Linked DNA regions of Sus scrofa: all the other regions are linked to region 1. A link is a contact called in public Hi-C and HiChIP or PLAC-seq data. All regions are on one chromosome and are shown on one strand. Each heading gives the region's core, a stretch centred on a gene start, on an enhancer-like site or on the middle of the called end of the contact. The rest is flanking DNA. Distances are from core to core; before and after follow the strand shown.

Region 1 (2,684 bases), core at 125-2,624:
GAGGCTTGGGCACAGGCCAGAGGAACAACAGGCAAGAAAAGAGAAGTGCTTAGATATTTGAGAGACTCCTCATCTTAACTACCAAAGGAACAAACTCTCTGGTCTGCACAGTCTTCTCTAAGGAACTAAGGGAAAGCCCCTAAGTCAACAGTGCACTGGTTGGTGATGCACCCCACTCTCCCAACCCCCTTTAGCAGCTTCTAGCTTCACAGAACAAAACCTACTGAACCACCTTGGAAGGATGGTACACTGGACCTTGTCAGCTGCCTGCACCTCAGAAATTTCCAGGGTAAAACTGGAGGTGGGGTAGGAGGGTTGTTGGGCAGGCTTGCAAAGGTGATTTTAGAAGTGCAAACCTGGTGGGGAATTTTTCCTCAGACCACCTGGAGGGAAGTGGTTACAACTGACTACAAATTCTCCTGAAATGATCAAGTACATAGAGGGAAGGTGTTACATTGTTGAGAAACATGGCTGCTTTGCTTTCTTCTGGGGAGCCCTAGAGACTTTTATATCAATCCCTGATCTCTCCCAGCCTTAGGTACAGAGGATGAGATCAGGCCAGTGAAGAAAGGCACTCCCCTTGCGATCTTCCAGGTAGCCACCAGTTTCCCACTGAGTGTATTTTTTGCAATTTAAGATAATGGGAGATTTTCAATGAGATCAGCCTTGTGTGTGTAAAAAAAAACCATATAGCCTGTTTGGCCAAACTTAAAAGGTACCATGTTGTGGAAGTTACTGAGTTTTACATATTTTAACTGAAGGGGGCGGGGTGTTTGTATTAACAGAACAAAAGTGCAGTAATCTATACAATCAGTTATTTAAAGCCATTACAAGTACCATTACAGCAGGAGAGAAGGAAGAAAATATCTAAAATATATAAAATTACTTTAAAAACTCATTCTAGAAAAGGAAATGCCAGAGGAGGAAGATAAGGAGTCTTAATTAACAAAAAAATTCATCTATTTCTCTCCTTCAAAACGAGACACTCTTCAAGGCAATTTGCTTGGAGAGCAGTTTAGCACCATAAATCTGGGATTTTTTTTATGTGTGTGTTTGCTCCGCAAGAGGCTTAAGAAAAACACAGCAACCAAACCACCCAAGCCAGCCCTGGAGGGAAAAAGAAGACCTAATCACCCGTGATGGCGATTACATAATAGAGACTCACACACAAACCCCAAGAGTCTCAAAAGAGTCAGCCTTTGGCTTCCTGTCATAAAACATGCCTTTTTTTCCTTTGGGAGGATCACTAAAAATGCTTCTTAAAGACCAAGTGGATGTCTTTGGTAGAAATAGAGGTCACTTAGTAATGATTTATAGGTGCACCCCCAGCCAAAATAAAGCATGTATTGATATCTAAAGTGCATCTGCATTTAGTGCAGCAAAAGCACATACTCTGTTTCTAATCGGTGCCCTGAAGATGCTCCCCCAGGAGGAAAAGGCCTGGCTTGGAGAGCCGCCCCTCCCGAGGCCCACAACCCGGGCCCTTCCTTAGGCAGCCAGAGTGCTCCTCTCTTAGATAATGCCAGGTACTCTGGAAAGTAGCCTTGTAATAATACACAAACCCCTGATGATGTCAGCGTGTTATTGACTTTCCAAGTCTGAATGACTGAGCAGAGAAGCGGGGGTGGGGCGCGATCCATCCGGCAGCGCGGGGACCGGCCAAGCGAAAATGAGCTCGCGGGCTGGACTGGGGGAGGGGCGGCAGCGGCTCAGCGCTCAGGCTCTCTGGCTCCGCAGCGGCGTCGGGGTCTCTGCAGCCCAGCCCCATCGTGGCTCCCAACTCTAGTTCCTTCACTATTTATGTTTGGTCAAACACCCCTCTGGCAAAAATTACTCAGGCCGCAATCCCCTGCCCCTACCCCTACCCCAAGCTTTAGTCACGTGGCCGAGCCTGATTACCAAGCGAGGAGCAGAGGGCAAGAAAGAAGATTCCTGCCCCCTCCCCCACTCTGTACTGGAGCCTTCCTCCCCCGCTGCAGTGAATTCGCAGATTCGAGGGTCGCCAGCTGCGGAGTATTTCCCTCTACCGGATACCCCCTTGGAAACTGCACCTCAGCGATGGTGACATTTTATAGGACATGTCTGGCTTCCTTTATGGCGCTGGAATTGCAGGTGTAGGGTGGTAGGTTCCCGCTTTCACCCTGCAAATTGACCAAAGGGCGGTCTGTAATCTTCAAGGCTAGGTGTGAATCGGGCAAGGTTGCCCTTAAATGGAATTGCGTTCAGAGGCTGAGATCTGGAGAGGAGCACTCCCAGCTGGGGCGTGGCCTTCCCCACTGGGCCTAGGCCTTCTTTTCTGGCCCCGCAGCTTCTGCCTGCTCTCCTTCCCCCGCATCCCCTCGCCCACCTGCCTTAGCAGGCGCAACTCTGGGACTAGGCACCCAGACCTCTACCCGCTGGCGCAGCTCCCTTCCTCCCTCTCCTAGACCTGTTGAAACCTTCCTAGACAGCCCAGGGACGACGCAGAATTTCAGCCTTAAATCCCAGGGACGGACTGATCCTCCTCGGAACTCCTGCCACCCTCTCCTCCGCCCCCTACACACAAACCCAAGGAGTTCTTTGTGGGAGCCCCCTGCGGGGCACACCGCACACTGGCTGTGCGCTGCCTGATTCCCAGTCCTGTTCTGACCCTTATTAGCTGTTTAAGTATGGACAGAGTGCTTAACCTCTCTGTATCCCTCATC
Region 2 (2,684 bases), core at 123-2,622, 200 kb before region 1:
TAGCCAGCTTCATGGAGGAGCCAGGGAAAGCAATATGAGTTTGGGAGTAGCAGGGCTCTGTGGGCTCTCCCTGCCTCCTACTGCTCCCCCACTCACACTGCTACAGGTGTCAGTGTACCTGTGAAAGAGCAGGATGTGTCAGGACATGCATCAGCTGAGTGTATGTCTCTGCATCTTCCTACTGGAGCCACTGTACATGCCCTGTTTCACTTTCCAGCCATAGGGCTCGTGTGTTCCCTACTTGGCCTCCTACCCTCTCTCTGTTCCTTCCCATTACTAGTTGTCAGGAACTTGAAACTGACTATCTGGCTCCAGCAACTACAAGTCAGTTCCTGGCAGAATCTGAAAGGCCTGAGGGGAGGTGCTGGTGGGGTCTTACAACTGACAAGCCCTCCCCCTCCGGGTGCCAGTATGGGAGGAGGAAAGGAGAGGAGGCAGGTAGCCTGCTGCCCCGGGCAGCCCAAGGGAAGACTTAAAAAACATCACTGTCGTAACTTAGCCACTGAATCTGCATTCATGTCAATGTGAATTCTGTCACCTCCAGCAACCTGCCCTCTCGTCCCTCTGATTCCTCTGTTTTTCTCCTCCTCCCCAAGGTTTGTTTTTTGTGTTTTGTTTGTTTTGCCACACTCTGAGTACTTTCAGGTCCATGTATGTGGATCAGGTCCCAGGATTGTGTTTGTTGGGAACAACAGCACTCATTTAGAACAGACAGATGGATGAAGCCAACTGAGAACATCAAAGGTGTCCAGGGACAAACCATACCAACAGGAGGCAACATGGAAAAGTGATTTTGAAACAAGCAGTTTTCTTGGAATCAGGACCTGGGCCCTTTAGACCTGACTCCTCCACTTAGCAGCTCTGTGGCCCTGAGCAAGTCAAGAAAGTTTTCTCCATGTGTCTTCCCTCTAAAGAGTAGACTGGATTATTTCATGTCTTGGTTCTCTTCCATACTAATAATCTATTTTTTAAAGGCAAATTCCATTAAATATGAAGTACTAAGAATTGAAGAAAAATCAAATGCAACATAAATTCTAAATCATGAACAAGAAAACATAAACTAGAGCTCAGCAGGTCCTTCCTCCAAGGAGGATAACTACTGTGGATGACTGCAGTCAGCCAGGCATGATCTCGTCATTTGCCCTCACGCATAGCAACCTCAATTTTGGCCCTCTCTGCCTTCCCACCCACTCCCAGGACAACATCTGACCTGAATTACAGGGGAGACTTGGAATTTGCAACCTTATTACCTAGTAATGTGGCTAACCATTTCCAGAAATATAAATATCAGGCACAGCATGACAGGTCAGGATTGAGTCAGCTGGGAAAGCAGCACATAATAGCTGGTCGGGCCACAGGAAACTTTGATTGAGAAACCTGAAACCTTTTGTCTGCATCTCTCATTTTCTGGGCCACTCATGCATTTGGACCAGAATTGTTTGAGCCTGGCCTTGAAGCAGCTGTACTTACTTAAAATGACTCTGGCCAGCCTGGCAAAGAAGACATACCCCCAAGGAAATTGCCTAATAAAAAGCCCTGGCTCCTGAAAGCATAGATTTGAAGGGTTGGAAGGAACCTTGGCAGTAACTGAGGACAAACCCTTATTTCATAGATGAGAAAGAGCCTTGAACATCCAGAAATACACATCTCACTAAGGCCTGAAATATGAAATATCAGTTGATATTGAATCTGGAATCTTTCCTTGTCTGTAGTTTAGGTGCATTGTTGGTGCTCTTTGTCACATACAGAGAACTGGAACTCCTGAATCACAACTAATTTTTCTCCTTATGAAACATTTCCATAGAAAAATTTCTTTTGAGTCTTACCAAAAACAAACAAACGCTGAGTAGTCATTATGATTCTCCTTTGGAAATGAGAAAACTGAGGCCAAAATAACACAGTTAGGAAATGACAGAGCCAGGATTTGAATAGAAGTCTTATGTTTTCAAATCCCAGATTCTTTCTGCTACCCCACAGCTGTTACTACAAAGGTGCACAGCTCAGGGAACAAAGCAAAGAACTCAAGGGTCTGTAAAATAATTTACCAAGGTCAGCCTACATCCAACACAGATTGTCTGGCCAAACCAGTTGTTTTCTGTCAACATCCAGGCTGATGAACCAGTTGAAGAACCAGTTGATTAAATATTTTGAATACCAACCTTGTTATTACTGGCCATCATGGTAGACTCATGCATGGTAAGCAAGGTAAATGAGTCCCCACTGACTGGGTTTTATCTCACCCTGCCCAAGGGCAAACATCTGAAATTTCAGTTAGAACACCACCCATTACCTGTTAAAATGTTCTTTAAGCAGCTAATAATTATTGACGTATGTGGTACTGAAGGAAGGATCTGAAAGCTAGAGAATAAAAACACAAGGTCTCTGGGGACCAGAGGTAAAAAGGGATAAAAGAACGGACAAAGCAAGAAAAGAAAACCTCAGAGCAGGAAGTAGGGTTCCCAGGTAGGAGAGTAATATTTGTTGTCCTCTTTTTAGATGTCAGCCCCAGTGATTGATGCTTCCTCATACCTTATGTAATATTTGTCCTCATTATGATCCTATGATATTGATAATAACGCCATATTACAAATGAGTAAGCAGAGTCTAAAAGTCAGTCTCTCCTATTCTGCAGTTTTATCTCAGGACAGTCCTCCAATTTTCACCTCCAAAGTTATTATCTCAAG
Region 3 (2,684 bases), core at 116-2,615, 180 kb after region 1:
GGAAAGATCCTGAGTGTTACCAGCGTGTTACCAGGTGGCCGTTTGTCCACAGTAATACAGTACTGTTTGGTGTGGAGGTGAGAGGGACTCGGAGTTGCTGCTTAAGGTAGATAGTATTATTCTAAACTATTTGCTTTCCTTCTTTACTGGATTTTTCTCTACAGAGTCTCTACCTTTGGGAGAAGTGCTTCCTTCTTTCTGTTGATAGCACCCTTGGACGTGAGACTTGACCAAAGTCAGTGAAAGATGAGAAGTGATAAAAGTCATCTCTAAGCAGAAACTTTAGAAACCATTGCATGGATTAACTTTTGGTCATTTTCCTTTGCCACAAGAAGAACAGATGCCAGCTAAAGGCTTTTGCTTTTGCCAGAATTCTAGAACAAAGATACCTATAGCCAACCCAAGGTCAACATAACAAAAACGAGAGAAATGTTTTATCCTAGTAAAACAGTAGGTCTCAAAGTGCTGTCTGCTGAGCCCAAGACCCTTTTATTAGAGTTATAACTATTTTAATAATAGTACTAAGTTCCTTTTACACTGTGTTGACATTGCACTATGGTTCATAAGTGATGGTGGGGAAAACTGCTGGTGCCTTAGGATAAATCAGTGCACTTGTTTCAATCTGCTCTTTGTCACTATATATTTATCGTAAGCAAAAAAAAAAAAAAAAAGTTTATACCTGAGAATATCTTTGATGAAGCAGAGAAACAAAACAAATCATGATCCTGAGTATGCATCTTTTTACAAGTCTTTTTGCATGAAACAGGAATTGTTGGTAAAGCACTTCTATATGTTGAAGTATGGTGGTTGTCACGGGGAAAAGCACTTGTGTGATTATTTGAGTTACGAGCTGAACTAGCCTCTTTATGGGATGTAATTTTCACTTGAAACAGTGATTCACTTGCTTCATATAATTCCACATGATTATGAAGTTTTCTCCACAGCTGGGACTTTTTAGTGAGCCTTCACTTGGGACAAATGTTTTAATACTTGGTCGATTCTAACAGATCCATCCACATATCTCTTCCTTAAATCATCCTCCGTACCTGTTTTCTTTTGAGGACCTGACCTGGAAATCTTGCCACATGTTTGCTCTGCTTTCAAGAATTTATATGAACCTCACCATTCCTTTTATTGACAGTGTGGATTATGAAATATACTGCCCAGTGGGAGGGTTTCTGTTTCTAACTTTCCTTAAAAGCCACTCCAGATGGGGCATTTTCTGGGTGATACCAGCATGTGGGGCAGAGTCATATGTAATCCAGGGTCATATGTTTTTCTTCTCAGCTGTCTAGTCATAGAGAATCCCCTGTGTAGGGCCTCGTGTGAGGAAGAAGTCATAGTGCATCAGGAGTGGGCATACTAAAAATGTGAGCCATCTGCTCATGCTTCACAACCAGCCTGAATCCTACTCATAACCACTTGATGATGGTCTGTTTGTCGTGTCAGTTTTGGCGGATCAGATGATGATAATTCCTGATGGGCGGCTTAGGTTTTATACTTACCTACTGCTAGGTTTCATTCTCTACCAGTACAAAAGTGCAAAAGTTATTTTTAAAAGAAACTCTTGGTTTGGTAAAGAAGCTGTGACTTTGCCATAAAAATTCTTAGGGGTCTTTGCTGTGATTCTCCTAGAGGGGTTTGCCAGTAGTTCCTTATGGCATTGATCTGTTGACCCTTGGAGCACTGTTGCAATCAGAGAACAGTTGAGTGGTAGAGCTACTTGTACTGTAATCTGGATCAGGTAGGGAATTTTCTCTTTCTCTGGGCTAAACTTAAAATTGTTGGATTTCAGGTCTTTCACTAAGTAGAGCAGTATACACAAATTGGTATACATTGTTTTCAGTATCCAGAGAGGCCCAACAAGCTTTCTGCTTCTTTTCTTTGTTGTAGGAGGTACAAGTAATGGCTTGCATTTCATTCTGATAGAATATCCTGAATTGCTACTCTCCATTGTCTCCCAGAACTTTATAGTGGTGGCAGGACCCTGCATTTTGTTGGGACTTATTTTCTGTCTTCTGACATACCTGTCTTTTTAAGGCATCTAGAGTACTGCCGTTTCTAACTCACACGGTTCTTTTGGCTTGAATTTATCAGTGTACTGGACCAGTGTGATGTTCAGTGGTGTGATTAGATAACTAAGGTCATATGAAAGTAGAAACCTGACTTAGCCTAAGGCAGTCTAGTGAATATGTACTGTTGCCCAAGCCAGATGAAAGCAAATTGTAGTGACAGACATCGTTTGTCAGAACTCTAGCCTTGTATTAGAAACTGTGCTAAAGAGATAAAATTGAGGGTACAAACTATGCTTGTAGTCTTTAAGTTTAAACACTGTTCTTCTCTAAGAACATTTGTATGTTCTGCATTAGCTAGACAGTTGTACTAAGTGAATGTACACTAGGGATTCCAACCCTTACTGCTTTTGATTCTTGGATAATTTCCCCCAGAAATGCTGTTTTTGATTGGCAAGAGAGCTCCAGGGGTCTCTCTCTCGTCTTTTCTGATAAGATGGTACCTTACTACTCCACCTGTCCTGGCGTTAGTGTGGGCTTTTGTCAGTTGGTAGTCAGCTGAGACTACCTTTCCAGTACCTGAAAAAATAGCCATAAGATAGGAGGATTGATCCACTGTCTGATAAATGGACTTGGACCAAAACTTCATACACTATTTGGCTGCTGTAATCC
Region 4 (2,684 bases), core at 73-2,572, 140 kb before region 1:
TTAATTTACTGATGGTATGTACTAGAATGAGGTCACAATGTGATTTTTTTCAAAGTATTAAATCATTTTGTCCATTTTCATAGCAAAAGCATCTCTTTAACCCATATGCCCATTTAAAACTGTTTTAATTATTCTCCTTAAATGCCAAGAGAAATTTATTTTTTTGCTTTTTTTTTTTTTAGGGCTACACCCATGGCATATAGAAGTTCCCAGGCTAGGGGTGGAACCAGAGCTACAGCTGCAAGTCTACACCACAGCCATAGCAACACCAGACCAGGGCCACATCTGTAACCTACAACATAGCTCACAGCGAGGCTAGGGATGGAATCCACATCTTCATGGATACTAGTTGGTTCATTAGCACTGAGTGAGACCAGAGATGGAACCCACATCCTCATGGATACTAGTTGGTCCATTAGCACTGAGCCACAATGGGAACTTTCAAGAGTAATTATTTAACTTAAATAAACAGTGGAATATTGACCCATAATTTTTTTTCTCACAGTAGGCCATTCTTAAAAGGAGAGTAAAGTGATTTGGGTTTCACACCTTTTAGGATTCTTTAGAGACCTTGAAAAGAAAAAGGAAACCAGCATATATGCTCCTCCACCAATCCTCTTCTTTACCTTCTTTGTTGGAAAAGGGGGTGAAAAGGAGCTGCCAGGCATCAATTCAAGATGCTCTCTGGCTCAGGAACAGGGCTGGGGGAATTACAGCCACCAAAAGAAGGTCCAGGGTGCCACCAACATGATTTCCCCAGACTTCCTGACCAAGAACCCTATAAAGTTCCATCTTCTCACAACCTGTTTTGTTTATTTCTATTTGCGGTTTTGGCTTCACCTAACAGAGTACGGAAACCACATAATATTTACGTACAGTTGCCAACTGTAGCCTCATCTTTATCTTAACTGTTTCTTCAACAAAAGAAAAACAATAAAAAAATGATACTCTTCCTGTTAAGCTCAATTATGAGCATAACAGTTGATTATCTCACTTTCAGTATGACCAGTTAGGGTCTAAATATTATTTTATGAATGGCAGCAACCATCATATGGAAAGCATGGCTGTCCTAAAGAACAGATTTAGAAGTCAGGGATACAATGCAGAGAGTGCTAACCCAAATGCCTGTAGGAGGCCAGCAAGTAACTAACTGAAAGAGTGAGATAAACTGAGGGAAGACAACAGGAAGACAAAGCACTGAGAGGAACTAGAGTGTACCGCTCACTAAGGTAAACAAGAGGCTTTTTGCCTAGAAGTCAAAAGTCAGGTGAACAGAGAAGCTCCAAGTTCATCTGGGTGCTTCCAGAACAATGATTCGTTCTTCTGCTGGAAGGGGCCACACCCAGAAACCACAGTGAAGCAAGCAAGCACTAAGGGAATGTACTCCAAAGACCAGTACAAATATTCAAAACCTTTCCATGTCTAGCCTCAAAGAGGAGTGTGTCACCAGGAAGGGATGGATCCCAGGAAATATTCTGGGACAAGAGTATTTTGATACTGCTCAGATTGTATACCACAATAGTGACTGCCTACACAGCTTGTCCTAAGGCCCAACTCGAAAGACAGTTCAACTTGCCTTTTCTCAGGGAAGACACCAACTACAAAAAAAAAAAAAAAAAAAAAAGTAACTTAATTCCGGAAACAGAAGGATTTCCAGAAAAAAAAATTAATTTTACACAAATTTCTCTGATTCTGGAAAGGCTCACCTGGAAAAGGTTTCACATATTCACATTGTGTAAATGCCTTGGTCTTCATTATTTATAACACATTGAGTGAATAACAAATCTCAGCTCCATTTCTGCTACGTTTACCCAGCCATCCTACCCCTGATCACTTAGGCAGTTATTGAAAGGGAATGATCCAATCAGACCTTTCCTTTCTCATATTATTAAGAATTGTGTCATCATTGCATAAGGCCTGAAGTTGCAAAAACTGTTATTTCAAAAGTGATGACTGAGCTCCTTCTATGCACCAGGGCTTACACACTGGACAAACAAGGAATGGCAAAGCAAAGTTCTTGTTCTTTATGAATCCCAGTCTAAGTATGTGTCAATCATATACAGAATTAGCCAAATGACCATGTAAGAAAAAACATTATGAATAAAATGCTGTAATATTGGCATGGACATCCCTAATTCTGCCTGGGAGGTAGAGAATGGGGACATTTGAGCTAGCCTTTAAACGACTGTGAAATATAGGAAGGGTGGTTCCAGAACATGACACCATGTATAGAATTTCATATTCATAAAATTCAATATCTGGTACTAAGTGATTACTAAGTAAATTTTTTTCATTTATTTTGTTTTCATCTTAGGTTTTCTTTTTGTTGTATTTCAGCTTTATTTTTATGAAGAGTATCTGAAAAATTTATGAATTCTCTCTACTAAGTCCGGTATTGCCCTTGAGTTTAGTTGGGGTAGAATTATAAATGTTTCTCATCTCTTTCCCTAGCTACCGACTTTAAATAGGATCCCATAAAGTGACACATGACATTTAATAACAAACTCAATGCATAAAACTGCTGAAGTGTTTGAAAAATATAAAAGCTTTATGACAATACATATCAAATGATACAGAATATGAAAAGTCTTGGAACATTATCGGGATTGGCTAGAAATAAACCCAACATAAATTAACCTCAGTTTTATACAAGTGGAAATGGCAATTATATTGGAACAAGGGAA
Region 5 (2,684 bases), core at 114-2,613, 140 kb after region 1:
GAACACCTCACCTAAAAAGGCTGTGAAAATGTTATTTTACTTTAAAGACAGGAATAACCGAAAGTAACAATAAAAAGGTTTCTTCTAGGCCTAATCTTAAGAGTAAGCTGCTTGTTATACACTAGGCTCATACAAAGGTCTTAGAAGACCCCAAGCCCTGATTTTGAGGACTTTAGAAAGATAAACGCATTTGTTTAAAAAAAAAAATGTGGCTTGCTTCCCTTTTTTTAAATAACCCCTTGCATTCCCTTTCTCATATTGTCACATCATCACTCATCTAAGTTACACTGTATAAACCGCCTTGATATGCTACACACATGCAAAAGTACACAAAGTGGATAAACTTGTACTGCCGATGCTGCCTTAGAAGTATGTATTTAGTAAACATTTAGTTACATTATTTTATTTTTGTGAAAAGCGAATTGATCGACCAAACCTTTCAAACAGACCCACCAGACGATAAATACCACCATATGTTTAATTCACTGTACATTTGGGCATAAACACTTCAATTACAGCTTTGTGTTTAGTATCAAAACCCTTTTCTTGTGTGCGTGTTTTCTGTACAGTTCCTGTGCTCTGGATTACATTTTGAGAATCGCTTATTACAGATAAAGCACCTTTCCAGGTACGCTTCCGAGAAACATATGTATTTATGCACACAAAGGTGCGTGCAGATCTTCTCACAAACACATGTCCATATGATGCCTGCGCCGTACTCTCCGCACACGCTCCCTGCGTGCGTTATGGCCCACCTGCCGCACCGCGCCGTCCGGGTGCCCGGGGGCCACGCCGGCCTACCCAGGAAAGTTTACCAGCAATGCCCCCCTCGCGACGGCGCGAGCATCCCCGCCCCCACAGGGCCTTGAGCCGCGCGGCCAACACCCAGGCCTCTCCGCACCCGGCCGCGCGCCGCGGTGGGGGCGGGGCGGTCCGGGCCCGGTGGCGCCTCGGGGCGCCTGCGGGTCTTTCTTTCTTTTTAAAAGGCTGCGCCGAACCCGCCCAGCCCCCCCAGCGCCACCGCCCCGGGCGGGCGGGGAGAGGAGCGGGGCCAGCAGAGGCCCCCCTAGCCGCGCCGCCACCGCCTCCCCGCGTCCGCGGCGCCCCTCCCCCGCCGGCCCCTCCCCGCGCGCCCGCCCGGCGCAGGCCGCTCGGGTTTGTTTTGCTGCGCGGCCGCCGCCGCCGCCGCCGCCGCCGCCGCCGCGGGCCTCGCGAGCTCATTTGTGCCTGGCTGGTCCCCATTCCTCTCTCCCCAGTGTTGAGTGTCTGAGCCGTTGGCTGCTCCGAACCGTTTGGCTCTTTCCCTTAGTAACAGCTTTTACCTTCTGCCTCAATTCCTCTCCCCGCTCGCGCCCTTCCCCCGCGCGCCGCCTCCCCCCGCCGCCGGCCGCGTGCGCCCCCGCCCCTCCCCCCGCGGCGGGAGCACCTCCGCTCGCCACCTGGGGACCCGCGCCGCGCTCCCCGCCCCCGCCCGCCCGGCGCCCATCCCCCGCGCCCTCCGCTTGCCGGGGTTATAATTGCCTCTCACCCCCCGGAGGGGTTATTTTGGGGGTGGTTGGAGGCGGCGGCGGCGGCGACGAGGGGAATTTCCTTGTGCCTCCATTCCCGGGAGGGGGGAGCGCGTCGGAGGCCACCGTTTCCAGGTAAGCGCCGGGGGCCGGACCCCGGGGTGGGGGCTGCGGGCCGGGGCGGGGGGCGCGGGCGGAGGTAGTTCGGGGGCGCCGGCCGGCGGGGGGATGGGCTCAAGTGGAACGTGCATTTTCAACTTGGCCCTTCGGGGAGCTGGGGGTTTGGTGGGGGAGGGAGAGAAAGGAAAGGCATTTAGGGTGCCCCATCCCCCCTTTTAGCTCTCTCAGGCTTCTTTGAAATGCTCACGTGCCTGCCCACCCCCTACCCTTTCCTGGTCCCGGGGGATCCTCACCCTTATTATGCTGTTGTCCCCGAAAATGTGCACCTCGGCCTTCTCCCCATCTTCCACCCTTCATCCGTTTACACCCCCTTTGTGTGTGAGTGTGTGTGTGTGTGTGTGTGTGTGTGTGTGTGTGTTGTATAGGGGGAGGCTTTCAGGAAGGAATGTGCAGCAAATTGAATCAAGGAGCCATCATGAGGCCGACTCCTTTATAGCCTATTTTTAGCAGGGGAGAGGGATCTCTACTGTGCGTGTTATTTTGTTAAACCTTAGGCAGCAATGGAAATCCGCTCCCCTCCCCCGGCGCGGCCCGGGCCCAGGCGCGGCGACCCCGGCCGGCGTGCGGGGGGCTGCGGGTGGCTGTTAGGGCCGTGCGTCCCGGGCGGGGGCGCGGGCGGGGGAGGGGCGCGCGGCGGCGGGGCCGCACTCCTGGACGTGTTTGTTTGTAACTTAGTGCTTTTTATCGTCTGGAGAAGATATTTGATAGAGCCACTTTGAAGTTGGGTTCAGAAGTGTAGAATTGGCAAAGTTATTGCCAGCTTCCTGGTAAGTTTTGGGTGGCTCAGAGTCACATTATTTTCTGACAGTGTAAAGGCCACGTTGTGAGGGTGGTTTCTTGGTAACTTCCTCTTTGCAACCGATGTCATTTTTTGAACAGAAACAGACTTTTATTTAAGTGAAATATTAATCTGAAATGGCAGTTCAAGGGAAGCCATGCATGTGTTAACGTGTTCAGTATTTTTGGAAGTTCCTAATTTGCTCAAACAGGCATCAC

What was found. Hi-C and Micro-C count contacts between places; a contact is called where the count stands out from the background. HiChIP or PLAC-seq counts read pairs in DNA pulled down with a chosen protein or histone mark.
Region 2: a contact with region 1 is called in a Hi-C map of embryonic fibroblasts, with 2.9 times the contacts expected there. The contact joins two enhancer-like sites. A contact is called at or near these places in 1 of 47 Hi-C or Micro-C datasets (embryonic fibroblasts) and 1 of 2 datasets of contacts at active chromatin or transcription factors (skeletal muscle).
Region 3: an H3K27ac HiChIP or PLAC-seq map of alveolar macrophages shows a contact between it and region 1. The contact joins two enhancer-like sites. A contact is called at or near these places in 1 of 47 Hi-C or Micro-C datasets (heart right ventricle) and 1 of 2 datasets of contacts at active chromatin or transcription factors (alveolar macrophages).
Region 4: an H3K27ac HiChIP or PLAC-seq map of alveolar macrophages shows a contact between it and region 1. The contact joins two enhancer-like sites. A contact is called at or near these places in 2 of 47 Hi-C or Micro-C datasets (embryonic fibroblasts and liver) and 1 of 2 datasets of contacts at active chromatin or transcription factors (alveolar macrophages).
Region 5: an H3K27ac HiChIP or PLAC-seq map of skeletal muscle shows a contact between it and region 1. The contact joins the promoter of TBL1XR1 here to the enhancer-like site in region 1. A contact is called at or near these places in 3 of 5 promoter capture datasets (fetal liver, fetal skeletal muscle and liver), 39 of 47 Hi-C or Micro-C datasets (adipocytes, adipose tissue, alveolar macrophages and 18 more) and 2 of 2 datasets of contacts at active chromatin or transcription factors (alveolar macrophages and skeletal muscle).

Annotation. Positions count from the first base shown.
Region 1 is chr13:115,623,446-115,626,129 of Sscrofa11.1, reverse strand. The region is part of intron 1 of LOC106505748 (a long non-coding RNA gene); the gene reads right to left. Among named protein-coding and RNA genes, the nearest start is that of TBL1XR1, 140 kb to the right of the region's middle. Within about 2 kb of position 1,374, at least 77 of the 83 cell types and tissues checked have an H3K27ac peak or open chromatin away from gene starts, as enhancers often do. A contact at or near this core is called in adipose tissue, alveolar macrophages, brain and 12 more, where this site is marked.
Region 2 is chr13:115,827,114-115,829,797 of Sscrofa11.1, reverse strand. All of the region lies in intron 1 of LOC106505748 (a long non-coding RNA gene), which reads right to left. Among named protein-coding and RNA genes, the nearest start is that of TBL1XR1, 340 kb to the right of the region's middle. Within about 2 kb of position 1,372, at least 19 of the 83 cell types and tissues checked have an H3K27ac peak or open chromatin away from gene starts, as enhancers often do. A contact at or near this core is called in embryonic fibroblasts, where this site is marked.
Region 3 is chr13:115,447,137-115,449,820 of Sscrofa11.1, reverse strand. All of the region lies in intron 1 of TBL1XR1 (F-box-like/WD repeat-containing protein TBL1XR1), which reads left to right. Among named protein-coding and RNA genes, the nearest start is that of TBL1XR1, 40 kb to the left of the region's middle. Within about 2 kb of position 1,365, at least 7 of the 83 cell types and tissues checked have an H3K27ac peak or open chromatin away from gene starts, as enhancers often do. A contact at or near this core is called in alveolar macrophages, where this site is marked.
Region 4 is chr13:115,765,534-115,768,217 of Sscrofa11.1, reverse strand. The region is part of intron 1 of LOC106505748 (a long non-coding RNA gene); the gene reads right to left. Among named protein-coding and RNA genes, the nearest start is that of TBL1XR1, 280 kb to the right of the region's middle. Within about 2 kb of position 1,322, at least 13 of the 83 cell types and tissues checked have an H3K27ac peak or open chromatin away from gene starts, as enhancers often do. A contact at or near this core is called in alveolar macrophages and embryonic fibroblasts, where this site is marked.
Region 5 is chr13:115,486,907-115,489,590 of Sscrofa11.1, reverse strand. TBL1XR1 (F-box-like/WD repeat-containing protein TBL1XR1) reads left to right here and starts at 1,363. Exons shown (of 16, transcript XM_021071196.1): 1 at 1,363-1,643. It overlaps LOC106505748 (a long non-coding RNA gene), which reads right to left and starts at 2,029. Exons shown (of 8, transcript XR_002338112.1): 1 at 1,922-2,029.